Linked DNA regions of Gossypium hirsutum: regions 1, 2 and 3 are each linked to region 4. Evidence: chromatin contacts called from public Hi-C data. All regions are on one chromosome and are shown on one strand. The core of a region is the stretch at or near the end of the contact, and the rest is flanking DNA. Distances in the headings are between cores, read along the strand shown.

Region 1 (2,700 bases), core at 42-2,541, 250 kb after region 4:
CGTTGTACCTTTAAAGCAACAAACTTAATGGATCTATTCCACAAGAAATTGGTAGATTAAGGAATTTGGTTGCATTCGATCTATCCTACAATAGGCTTATTGGTCCAATCCCATCTTCTGTCAGCAACTTAACCAATCTTGCCTCGTTGTTCCTTCAAAGCAACCAACTTAATGGATCCATTCCACAAGAAATTGGGAGCCTAAAGAATTTGGTTGCTCTGGATCTATCCTCCAATAGTCTTGTTGGTCCAATCCCATCTTCTATCAGCAACTTAACTAATCATGCCTCGTTGTACCTTCAAAGCAACCAACTAATGGATCCATCCCACAAGAAATTGGGAGACTAAAGAATTTGGTTGCATTTGATCTATAGACTAAGGAATTTGGTTGCATTCGATCTATCCTACAGTAGGCTTGTTGGTCCAATCCCATCTTCTGTCAGCAACTTAACCAATCTTGCCTCGCTGTTCCTTCAAAGCAACAAACTTAATGGATGCATTCCAAATGAAATTAGAAGACTAAGGAATTTGGTTGAATTGGATCTATCCTCTAATAGTCTTGTTGGTCCAATCCCATCTTTTGTCAGCTACTTAACCGATCTTACCTCGTTGCTCCTTCAATGCAACAAACTTAATGGATCCGTTCCACAAGAGATTGGGAGACTAACGAATTTGGTTGCATTGGATCTATCTTTCAATAGGCTTTCAGGTCACATCCCATCCTCTCTGGGCCAGTTCTCAAAATCGGTCTCTCTCTACCATAATAAGGATTTATGTGGTTCCATTCAAGGCTTCCTTCTTTGCATTTTATCCCCAACTGTAAATTGAGAAAGAAATAGCAAAGTACAGCGCAATCTGCCTGTCACTACTATTCCAGTTCCAACTTTGTTATTTTTTATCTCAACTTTTGCATTGGTGATATTCACCCTTTGGCGACGATATAGAGCTAAAGCTTTGAAACATGATCCAAGTCCAACCAAAAATGGAGATTTATTTTGTATTTGGAATTTTGATGAAAAGATTGCATTTGAAGAATCATCAGAGCAACAGAGGATTTTGATATCAATATTACATTGGAACGGGTGGTTATGACAGTGTTTACAGAGCAGTCTTACCAAGTGGCAAAGTTGTTGCCTTAAAAAAACTCCACCGATTGGAAGCGGAGCAACCGGCTTACGACACAAGTTTCTGAAATGAGATAAAGTTTTTAACAGAAATATAACACAAGAACATCGTCAAGCTACACGGATTTTGTCTCCACAACCGTTGCATGTTCTTGATTTATGAATATATGGAAAAGGGAAGCTTGTTTTATGCCCTGAGCATTGATGAGGAACCTATGGAATTGGATTGGACAAAAAGAGTGAACATTGTCAAAGGTGTCGCACATGCTCTATCTTACATGCATCATGATTGCACCCCTCCAATTGTTCATCGAGACATCTCAAGTAATAACATTTTGTGGAACTTTGAATTGGAAGCTTTTATTGTTGACTTTGGGACTGCAAGACTTCTTGATCCTGATTCATCTAATCGAACTGTAATTGTTGGGACGAATGGATATATTGCCCCAGGTTCTACACCTTCACTCTCTTCTTTTCCTTTTCATTTAGTTTCTGCTGCTTATTTGTTTCGAATTACATATTAGAACAATGAGGGAAACAAGTAGGAAAAGCCAAATTAAGAAATATCAAATATAAATAAAAAAATAAATTCTAGATTGGAGAATTCAAATGCAAACATACATGTTGATTACAAAATATAAATTAACATGTATTTAATTATTTTTGTTTTTGAAACTACAGAACTTGCTTATTCGTTGGTCGTGACCGAAAAATGTGATGTTTATAGTTTTGGAGTGCTAGCGTTGGAAGTATTGATGGGAAAGCATCCTAGTGAATTATTGTCAACACTATCATCATCATTGTCTCGTGTCCAAAATTTCATGCTAAATGAAATTTTGGACCCTCGATTATCAACCCCGAAAAGTCGAAAAATGGCAGGAGACATCACTTTTATTGCTATCATTACTTTTGCATGTTTACGAGCTAGACCCAAAGCTCGACCAACAATGAAATTAGTGTCTCAAGAATTCCTACACATCAAGTCCCCAATTGCAATGCCTCTTCATGAAATATCATTGATCAAGCTTAAGAATCATGAGATGTTTATGAGTGATGAAAATCACAAATAAATAAATAATTTGAAGTTGATATAATAATATAGGAACCAATGGAAAGTGATAAGTAGAATTAAATTTTGGCTGATGGTCACGAAACTAACTATAAATTCAACTAAGGCAAGCGCACCTATCGAACAGTAGTATAGTTGTGGTGAGACCGGAAATATCATATCCACAAGGACTAAAAGTAATAGTATTAACCTTCTTTTTATTATCTAGCCTAAGAATAAGGGTGTTTGTTTTTAAACTAAAGCTAATTAACTAAACTGAGAATGCACAGAAAGTAAATTAGGGAAATACTTTTGGGAAAACTGATTGATTTAGACAGTACCCAAGGAAGAATCCACCTAGACTTCACTTGTTATTTGACTCTGAACTAGACGATTTATTCACTTGACTTGATCCATAGAAATCCCTATTTTATATTATTATCTCTCTCGAGACTAACAACGTCTAACCCTAGGTTGATTAATTGAAATCTCTTTCTAATTAAAACCCCTAGTGGTGTATTAACTTGAT
Region 2 (2,700 bases), core at 93-2,592, 180 kb after region 4:
GTATAGAAAAAATAAAAATATTAATCAAAATTATTGGTTCTCTACTTTTTACCTCTTCTTTTCTTGACATGACTTTTTTATTATAAGAAATTAAAAAATTAAGAATATAATTTACTTTTACAATTTAGATTTTGAAAATAAAAATGAACTGAAATTTTTGAATTAAGTCTAAAAAATAAAATTTTATAGTATATTTAATAATATTTTTCTAAAAATAATATAAGAGTCGATTTTATAAGTCTTTATAATATTAGCTCTTCAAGCATAAAATTCAACTAAAAAATATTATTAATTTAATTTTAAAAAATTAATTACAACTTTTAACGTTGATTTTAGCGTATGACCCACGCAAAAACCAACGTTTGGGATTTTGTGCATTTTTTTTAGGATTATCAATTAAATTTTGTAGTGCGTGACATATATTAGATTATATACAGTGTTATCAATTTTTTCAGTCTAGCACATAGCATTGCTCGCGTTTTCGTTGGACAATCAATACAAGAGTGATTAAAATATTTAATTCTAAAAATTTAAATAATTAAAAATATAAAAAAAATAAACAATTGAGTGACTAAAATAGTAAGAATTGAATAATTGAATGATTATTCTTGTATTTTACTCTATAAGTAAAATAATAGGGAAAATGTTTTGTCAAGCATTGCTATTTCTGACCCATCAATATAAACATGTAGGGAAATGTTAGGTAAAGACTAGTGAAGACTTTGAACTTTCAAGTCAATAATGGTCGATTGATCTCTTATGGACATGGTTTTTAGTTGTTCTACAAGTTTTTTTCAGGGCATCAATAGTAAATAATTAAGAGAGATGATAGCATGTGGAAGCAACGCATTACTAACTTTTATTGTCGAACTGGAATATATAATTTCAACGCATTACTAAATTTGAAAAAATATTTTCTAAGATAGAATAGTATGTATATACATATATCCCTTTTATTTATATATAACCTAAAGTTGAATATTATATGAGATAGTCCTTTATGATATAATTACAGGTCCTATGCCAGCAGTTGTTGGAAATTTGAAAAATCTTGTGAGTTTAAATATATCAACGAACAAATTGGTTGGTCCAATCTGACATTGCTTTATGGAGTGGTATTAGTAAAATAAAAAAAAGCATCGCATTTTATTCAATTATCACCTTCTTAGAAGCTTCAACAAAGAAAGACACAACATTTGCTATAACTTCCAGTTTACTTCTAAGAGACGAAGACAAGTCCTTAACATAATATTAATCAATCTGTGTTAGACAATGCCTAAAGACTTTGAAATTAATATATATCCAATAAAATTAAATCTGTTTTATATGTATTTAAATAAGCTCAAGTTTGAGAATTGGAGTCCTCAACTTCATAGCTATGAAATCCTACTTTTACACTTCTATCCCTACCTTCTTTTTACTCTCTATAATTGTGATCACTAGTGGAATTACAAGAGCAACGAACGATGATTCTAAATGGCTGGCAGCAGAGGCACAAGCCTTGATGGAAACAGGGTGGTGGAGTAATTATAAAAAGAGAGTTGGAAACCATTGTATGTGGCCTGGTATTCGATGCAATGCTGGAAGTGTCGTCGATATTGATCTTAGTGGCCATGGTCTGAATGGGAGCATAACACCTCAAATAGGAGCACTTTCAAAGCTCAGGTACCTCAACCTGTCTTGGAATATCCTTACAGGTGAGTTACCTTCTTCAATTGGAAACCTCACTCAATTGGCAGTGCTTGATGTTTCTTGTAATTATATTTATTCCAATATTCCACCAAATATTGGAAAGCTAGAGAGTATGGTTGATCTTGATCTCTCAAACAACGGGCTTATTGGTCCAATCCCATCTTCTTTCAGCAACTTAACCAATCTTGCCTCGTTGTACCTTCAAAGCAACCAACTTATTGGATCCATTCCACAAGAAATTTGGAGACTAAGGAATTTGGTTGCATTAGATCTATCCTCCAATAGGCTTGTTGGTCCAATCTCATCTTCTGTCAGCAACTTAACCAATCTTGCCTCGTTGTACCTTCAAAGCAACAAACTTAATGGATCCATTCCACAAGAAATTGGGAGACTAAAGAATTTGGTTGCATTAGATCTATCCTCCAATAGGCTTGTTGGTCCAATCCCATCTTCTGTCAGCTACTTAACCAATCTTGCCTCGTTGTACCTTCAAAGCAACCAACTTAATGGATCCATTCCAGAAGATATTGGGAGACTAACGAATTTGGTTGAATTGGATCTATCCTCCAATAGTCTTGTTGGTCCAATACCATCTTCGGTCAGCAACTTAACCAATCTTACCTCGTTGGACCTTCAAAGCAACCAACTTAGTGGATCCATTCCACAAGAAATTGGGAGACTAACGAATTTGGTTGCATTCGATCTATCCGACAATAGGCTTGTTGGTCCAATCCCATCTTCTGTCAGCAACTTAACCAATCTTGCCTCGTTGGACCTTCAAAGCAACCAACTTGATGGATCCATTCCACAAGAAATTGGGAGATTAACGAATTTGGTTGCATTCGATCTATCCTACAATAGGCTTGTTGGTCCAATCCCATCTTCTGTCAGCAACTTAACCAATCTTGCCTCGTTGGACCTTCAAAGCAACCAACTTGATGGATCCATTCCACAAGAAATTGGGAGACTAACGAATTTGGTTGAATTGGATCTATCCTCCAATAGTCT
Region 3 (2,700 bases), core at 11-2,510, 200 kb before region 4:
CACAGTATGCGAAAAAGTCACAAAGATCCTTCTCGGTAGCTCTTGGAGATAAGCTCGTAATTTCAGCCGTGTAACCTCCAGGGTACATTGTCTTAAACTGAGATAAAAATCAGCCAAAAAAGAACCTATTTAAAGGTATTTAAATAAAATTTTAGAAGCACACATAGAAGTAGCTTGATAATGCAGATATCATCATCGTTCATTCAATACTTTATAATTCCGAAACCACAGCAATCCCAAGGTACAAGGATACTTATGGATGATTTTGAGGTAAACAGTTCTCAGTGGTCCTAACAGCCAAGCTCTCTCATCGATAGATCGTTTCCTTGGTATAAAATGAAAACCAAAAATTCATGGGTTCTTCTAAAATCAAATGAAAAATACTAATATGGTTGCTGATTTTCTAGCATTGATTAGCCTTATTTCAACATTAACATAATTAAAGATGCCAAAGCTATTTTACCAAACTCAGTAATCCCAAGCAAGATGCCTTAATCGACTCCAAGATCTGCTTGAATACACCCCAATAAATCTTAGTTCAAGTCAAAAGTAATAAAGGGGATGAGTTTTAGGGACAGCCATAGCCCATATAATCCTACAAAGTGAAAACTTTAAATTGGCTTTCATTGTAAACAATGTAAACTTTAAGCAAGATTATCGAACTTTTGGCTAAAGTTCAAAAAAGGGTTCAACCTACAATAAAGAATGCTGATAAATACCTAACTATAAAAAAAAAATCCATTTTCAAGCTTCCTTTACGCTTGATGAAAGAAAAAAATACCATGGGTTATCAACAATGGGGGCAATTAATGAGTGATAGAACCAACTTTGTCCACCAAATATCAATTAAAGGTCAGCTTGACACTAATTATTTGGCAAGCATGTATTCATTGAGATTCTTGAAAGAAGTTAAACTTAGTGAAAACCTGAGAGAGTAAAAAAAAAGGAAAACTGAATTCATTAAAACCCTTAATGCATTCAAGAAAGTAAAGGAAAAACTGATCAAATAAGGCGAAAAAAAGAACTGGGTATCACTGAATTTGCTAGAAAAGAAGGAAAATTGAGAAAAGATTGAAGCTTTATAAAAATTATGATACATTTACATACCTGTCTTTTAGTTGTTGATGATGAAGAATCAGATGATTAAGAGCTTAAGCATGGGAAAGAAGGGGAAAGAGAGATAGAGACAACTAACCAACATAAACACTGGCACGCTGATCTTTCCAGATGGCTATAAAACCCCACTCTCACTAATGGAGCGTGCATTTCAACAAAGAAATTTTGTTTGCATATTTTAACTTTTACTAAAAAAAAAGAGTAAATTTATCTTTACACCTTATTTGTTAAAAACTTGTGACCGATAGAAAAATTAGATAGCTACACGTGGTGTAATTGCATCTTATTTTGACATATAATTATAAAAAATAATCAATTTATTTTTTAATTTAATGTATAAAAACTAATTTGTTTATTTTTAAAATAGAGATAACAAAATACAATCTAAATTTTAGTGTCAGACCTCGTGATACTAGTACAAGGATCTTTGTAATACTTTTACTATTTATATTTAATACACAATAATATACAAGTTAATACACATTCAGTAACTCAAATTTTAAAAAAAATTAAAATTGAAAATACATACATTTTCTATTTTTATATAAAATTTACATTAATTTTCAATGATGTGTTTATTTGATTTATTAATCATGCATAATTTATTGGAAAATAAATATTAACATAAAATTTTTGATGAGTATAATATTTTGTAAATGACTTTTTTTTTCCTTCTTTAGAGCAAAAGAAATTTATAGGAAATACGTGTTTGAATGAAATTTATAAATCTATATTTATATATTTATTATTATTATTATATATGACTTTAAGCTAATAACTATTTTATTTCTTTAAATGGCGCGTGAAATCATTTCCTTTATAAAGGAGCGTTAACGATCTCTACCGTAATTGGTTGAGTAAAATGACCATTTAAGCCACGTTGCCGGATTTCCGCTACTCCATTGGCCGGGAATCTAGTTTGGGCCCGTAACTGATGCCAGTACATCTCAAATGTCAAATTTAACCTAAAGCCCCTACATTTTTCTCTATTTCCCTTTCTTACCACTAACTTTTTTAGAATTTCCTTTTACATAAAAAATTCAGATAATCATATCTTTACCAATGGTAATATTTTAAGAATAGTATACGTTAGCTCTATTTTAAAATTAGGCATAACAAAAAATTTAGCTCTAAAATTTTTAATTTTTATCTATTTGGCCCATACATTTTTTTCCTTTATAGTCAATGGCAAAAATCATTGGTGAAAGAGCTTAATTAATGGATTTTTAATATCTAAGAGCTTAATTAGGTCCTTTTTTTTTGAGGAGCTTAACTAATTATAAAGCACAAATGCACTAAGAGGAGAGTTGAATTGGTGATTAAAAATTTGGGGAAAGATGGCAAATAAAAATTGACACAATGATTTAGAGCAGTTCGACTCCAATTGTCTACATCTACTAGCTTAACTTTTTACAATTAAAAATTTCCTAAGTTCACTAATTTCAAGCCTTTTAAGGATAATGCTTAACCTTTATAACACTATCTTTTAAGTAGATAAGATAAAGTCACTTTCTTTTTAAAGTTGTCTACCCAGAACTTCAAGTAATCTCTCACTAATTTGAGAAATGAAATTGAAACAAGGAA
Region 4 (2,700 bases), core at 198-2,697:
ATAAACTTTAACCAAATTAAATCACTTTTAATTTGGGCTAACCTATTATGATAGTAAATAATAACATGTAATTAGCCTTATTATATATGTAATTTATTATATATGTAATGTCAATTGGACCCTACCAAAATCTTGAAGTCTTAAACTGATGGGCGATCGGAGAGCAAGGAATAAGGTGAGGATGGTATTCTTCGACAATATACCGAAAAACATGCATTGGAAAGGTTTATGGACATTATTCAGCTTTCATGGGGAAGTTATAGACGCTTTCATACCAGTCAAGAGAAACAAAGCAGGTAAAAGATTCAGGTTTGTAAGATTCAATAAGGAGGAGGATGCGCAGAGGGCGATAGACAGGCTCGATGGTTTTGTGCTGCTAGGTAAGAAGATATAGGTGAAGATGGCCAGGTTCAGCGGGAACAGAAAAGTTTGGAGAAAAATAAATAAAAACGAACCTTCATGTCATAAACAAGAAAGACAGTTGAGAACGGTGGAGCAACAGAAGGAGGTTGTGAGCACATCAGATAGCAAAGAGCTGAATGATACAAAAATTGTTGTTGGTCATGTCGATAATGAACAACTATGGAAACTGCAACGATGCCTGATAGGGGAAACGACGACTCTTTGCAATCTCAATAGCTTAACTAAGAGAATTACGAACATGGGTCTAGGAGAATTAATTATTAAAAAGATCCAGGTTAGATACTTCCTGATAGAGGTTCCAGATGAAGAGTTGATGGATATTATAAAACAAAGAGAATGGGCATATTTTAAAGAGTTCTTCATTAAGGTTGAGCCTTGGACAGAAAAGTTCCAAGTTTCAGAGAGAGCAGTGTGGATTGAAATTGCAGGAATTCCCCTTCATTGCTGGAACTACCAAACGACTAGGAGAGTGGTCGAAATTTGGGGAGAGCTTGTCGCAATGGGTGAAAATTTCTCAATGATGAACAATTTCGAGAAGATGGACGTACTGATAATCACAAAACAGGTTAAAAGGATTGACGAGGTTATAAAAATAGAGGTCAGTAAAGAAAATTTCTAGATTCGTATTACTGAAAGAGAGATGGTGGAAAATTTGAAGGAATATTACAAAAAGAATAGAGATCAAAAGGGGAGAGAAGAGGAAACATCATCTGAAAAAGAATCGGTAACAAAAACGGTGCCCGAAACATCATCGGAAGGGAGTCGAAGAGATGGAATTGTAGAAGTTATTAAACAGACCTCGAAAATGAAGGAAAGGGGAGTGGGACGCAGGTTTTGTCGGATGAAGGATTTATTGAGGATCACAATTTACAAGGAAACGTGTTGAGTATTCCTAGTGCAGGGGAGACAAATGCAACATTATCTGTCAACATAATTTCAGATTTACATAATATGGGCCTGGGGTTGGAATTGGAGCAGCTCAATATATTGGAGACCCAATGCGAAGAAGTATGTGGTTTGGGCCAGGTCTCAAATGATGGAGTAGAGAACATTGTTTCGGGGGCCAATATAGAAAGGCAATATGCAAACTAATTAAGTTGTGCTGATACGAAAGGAAGCCCAAAGTCTAAACAAAATCAAAATACGTCATTTGATTCAGAGAGCCAGACGGGAATGATTTTTTCATCGAAGATTGAAGGGGATATCATTCAAATCAGGCCAAGCAAAAGAAAGAAAAAAGCTCTTAACAAAAAAATCAGGTCTATGCGTGAGATTCAAGACACAACATTCACATCAAAAGAGAAGCTGGAGAGGGACAGAGGACTAAGGAAATAGAAAGGAAAGGGGATTTTGAGACTTGATAACAGTGTCTCAAATTTATCTCTTTTGAACTCCGATATCAGCAATAGAAGAAGAGTTCTGTTAAGAGAAGCGAAAAAGATTTGGGAGGTAGGGAAAAAACTAGGTTTCAGTGTGCATGGTGATGATGAACAGATCATTAGAGAAATTATGAAGATCAATGGGAAGCAGTAGGAACTCTTAAGAATGGAGATTGCGGGATTAGGGGAGACAGGTAAGTGGTTGTTTTTGTTTTGCTTGCTATCAATAAAAGAATAGTATTAGGAGTATGGGAATTATTACGTGGAACATCAGAGGGTTAGGATCAACTCTCAAAATTGAAGCGATTAATAGAGTTGTAAGATTGAATAGGGTCGATGCATTGTTTATTCAAGAAACGAAATTGGAATCGGTGTTAGTGGAGCTGATTAGGAAAATATGGGGCAATGATGGGTTTGATTTTAAATATGCCGCGGCTGTTGAAAGGTCTGAGGCATTATTAACAATTTGGGATAATGGTAGTTTTGTGGAAGAAGTCGAATTGTGTGAAAGGAGATTTATTGTAGTAGTAGGAAAATGGGTAGCGGGGGAGAAATAGGCGACGTTGGTTAATGTTTATGCTGCAAACATTTTTATAGAACAAAAAAGGTTGTGAAAAGAAATTTATGGTTTGAGAAATCTATTTTGTAAAGCTTGGATAGTTGGAGGGGATTTTAACGTGGTGAGGAATCGCAGTGAGAGAATTAATTGCTCATGCTTAGGGAAGGGTTCAACGGAATTCGAGGAATTCATTAATAGATGCAAGTTGGTCGATTTACCGTTAATTGGAAAAAAAATTACATGGTTTGGCCCGGATAGTAAATGCAGCAGACTGGACAGATTTCTAATAGAAGAAGATTAAGTGGTTCAGATGATGGATCTACAACAGAAGGGTCTCAA

What was found. A called contact is a pair of places that touch in the nucleus more often than the background predicts.
Region 1: a contact with region 4 is called in a Hi-C map of leaf, with 1.7 times the contacts expected there. The contact joins the promoter of LOC107898260 here to the enhancer-like site in region 4. A contact is called at or near these places in 4 of 34 Hi-C or Micro-C datasets (hypocotyl and leaf).
Region 2: a contact with region 4 is called in a Hi-C map of leaf, with 2.9 times the contacts expected there. The contact joins the promoter of LOC107947983 here to the enhancer-like site in region 4. A contact is called at or near these places in 2 of 34 Hi-C or Micro-C datasets (both in leaf).
Region 3: a Hi-C map of leaf shows a contact between it and region 4, with 2.5 times the contacts expected there. The contact joins the promoter of LOC107888621 here to the enhancer-like site in region 4. A contact is called at or near these places in 2 of 34 Hi-C or Micro-C datasets (both in leaf).

The regions. Positions count from the first base shown.
Region 1 is chrA09:5,456,270-5,458,969 of Gossypium_hirsutum_v2.1, reverse strand. It overlaps LOC107898260 (MDIS1-interacting receptor like kinase 2-like), which reads left to right and starts at 1,291. Exons shown (of 2, transcript XM_016823785.2): 1 at 1,291-1,573; 2 at 1,805-2,193. The coding sequence starts at 1,291. The coding sequence ends at 2,193. LOC107898259 (probable leucine-rich repeat receptor-like protein kinase At1g35710) reads left to right here. Exons shown (of 3, transcript XM_016823784.2): 1 at 1-4; 2 at 95-292; 3 at 374-827. The coding sequence ends at 827.
Region 2 is chrA09:5,524,635-5,527,334 of Gossypium_hirsutum_v2.1, reverse strand. LOC107947983 (probable leucine-rich repeat receptor-like protein kinase At1g35710) reads left to right here and starts at 1,342. Exons shown (of 2, transcript XM_041077449.1): 1 at 1,342-2,700. The coding sequence starts at 1,379.
Region 3 is chrA09:5,906,695-5,909,394 of Gossypium_hirsutum_v2.1, reverse strand. It overlaps LOC107888621 (binding partner of ACD11 1), which reads right to left and starts at 1,260. Exons shown (of 5, transcript XM_016812789.2): 1 at 1,108-1,260; 2 at 1-97. The coding sequence starts at 88.
Region 4 is chrA09:5,704,343-5,707,042 of Gossypium_hirsutum_v2.1, reverse strand. No RefSeq gene overlaps it. Among protein-coding and RNA genes, the nearest start is that of LOC107889885, 17 kb to the right of the region's middle. Within about 2 kb of position 1,447, at least 8 of the 9 cell types and tissues checked have an H3K27ac peak or open chromatin away from gene starts, as enhancers often do. A contact at or near this core is called in leaf, where this site is marked.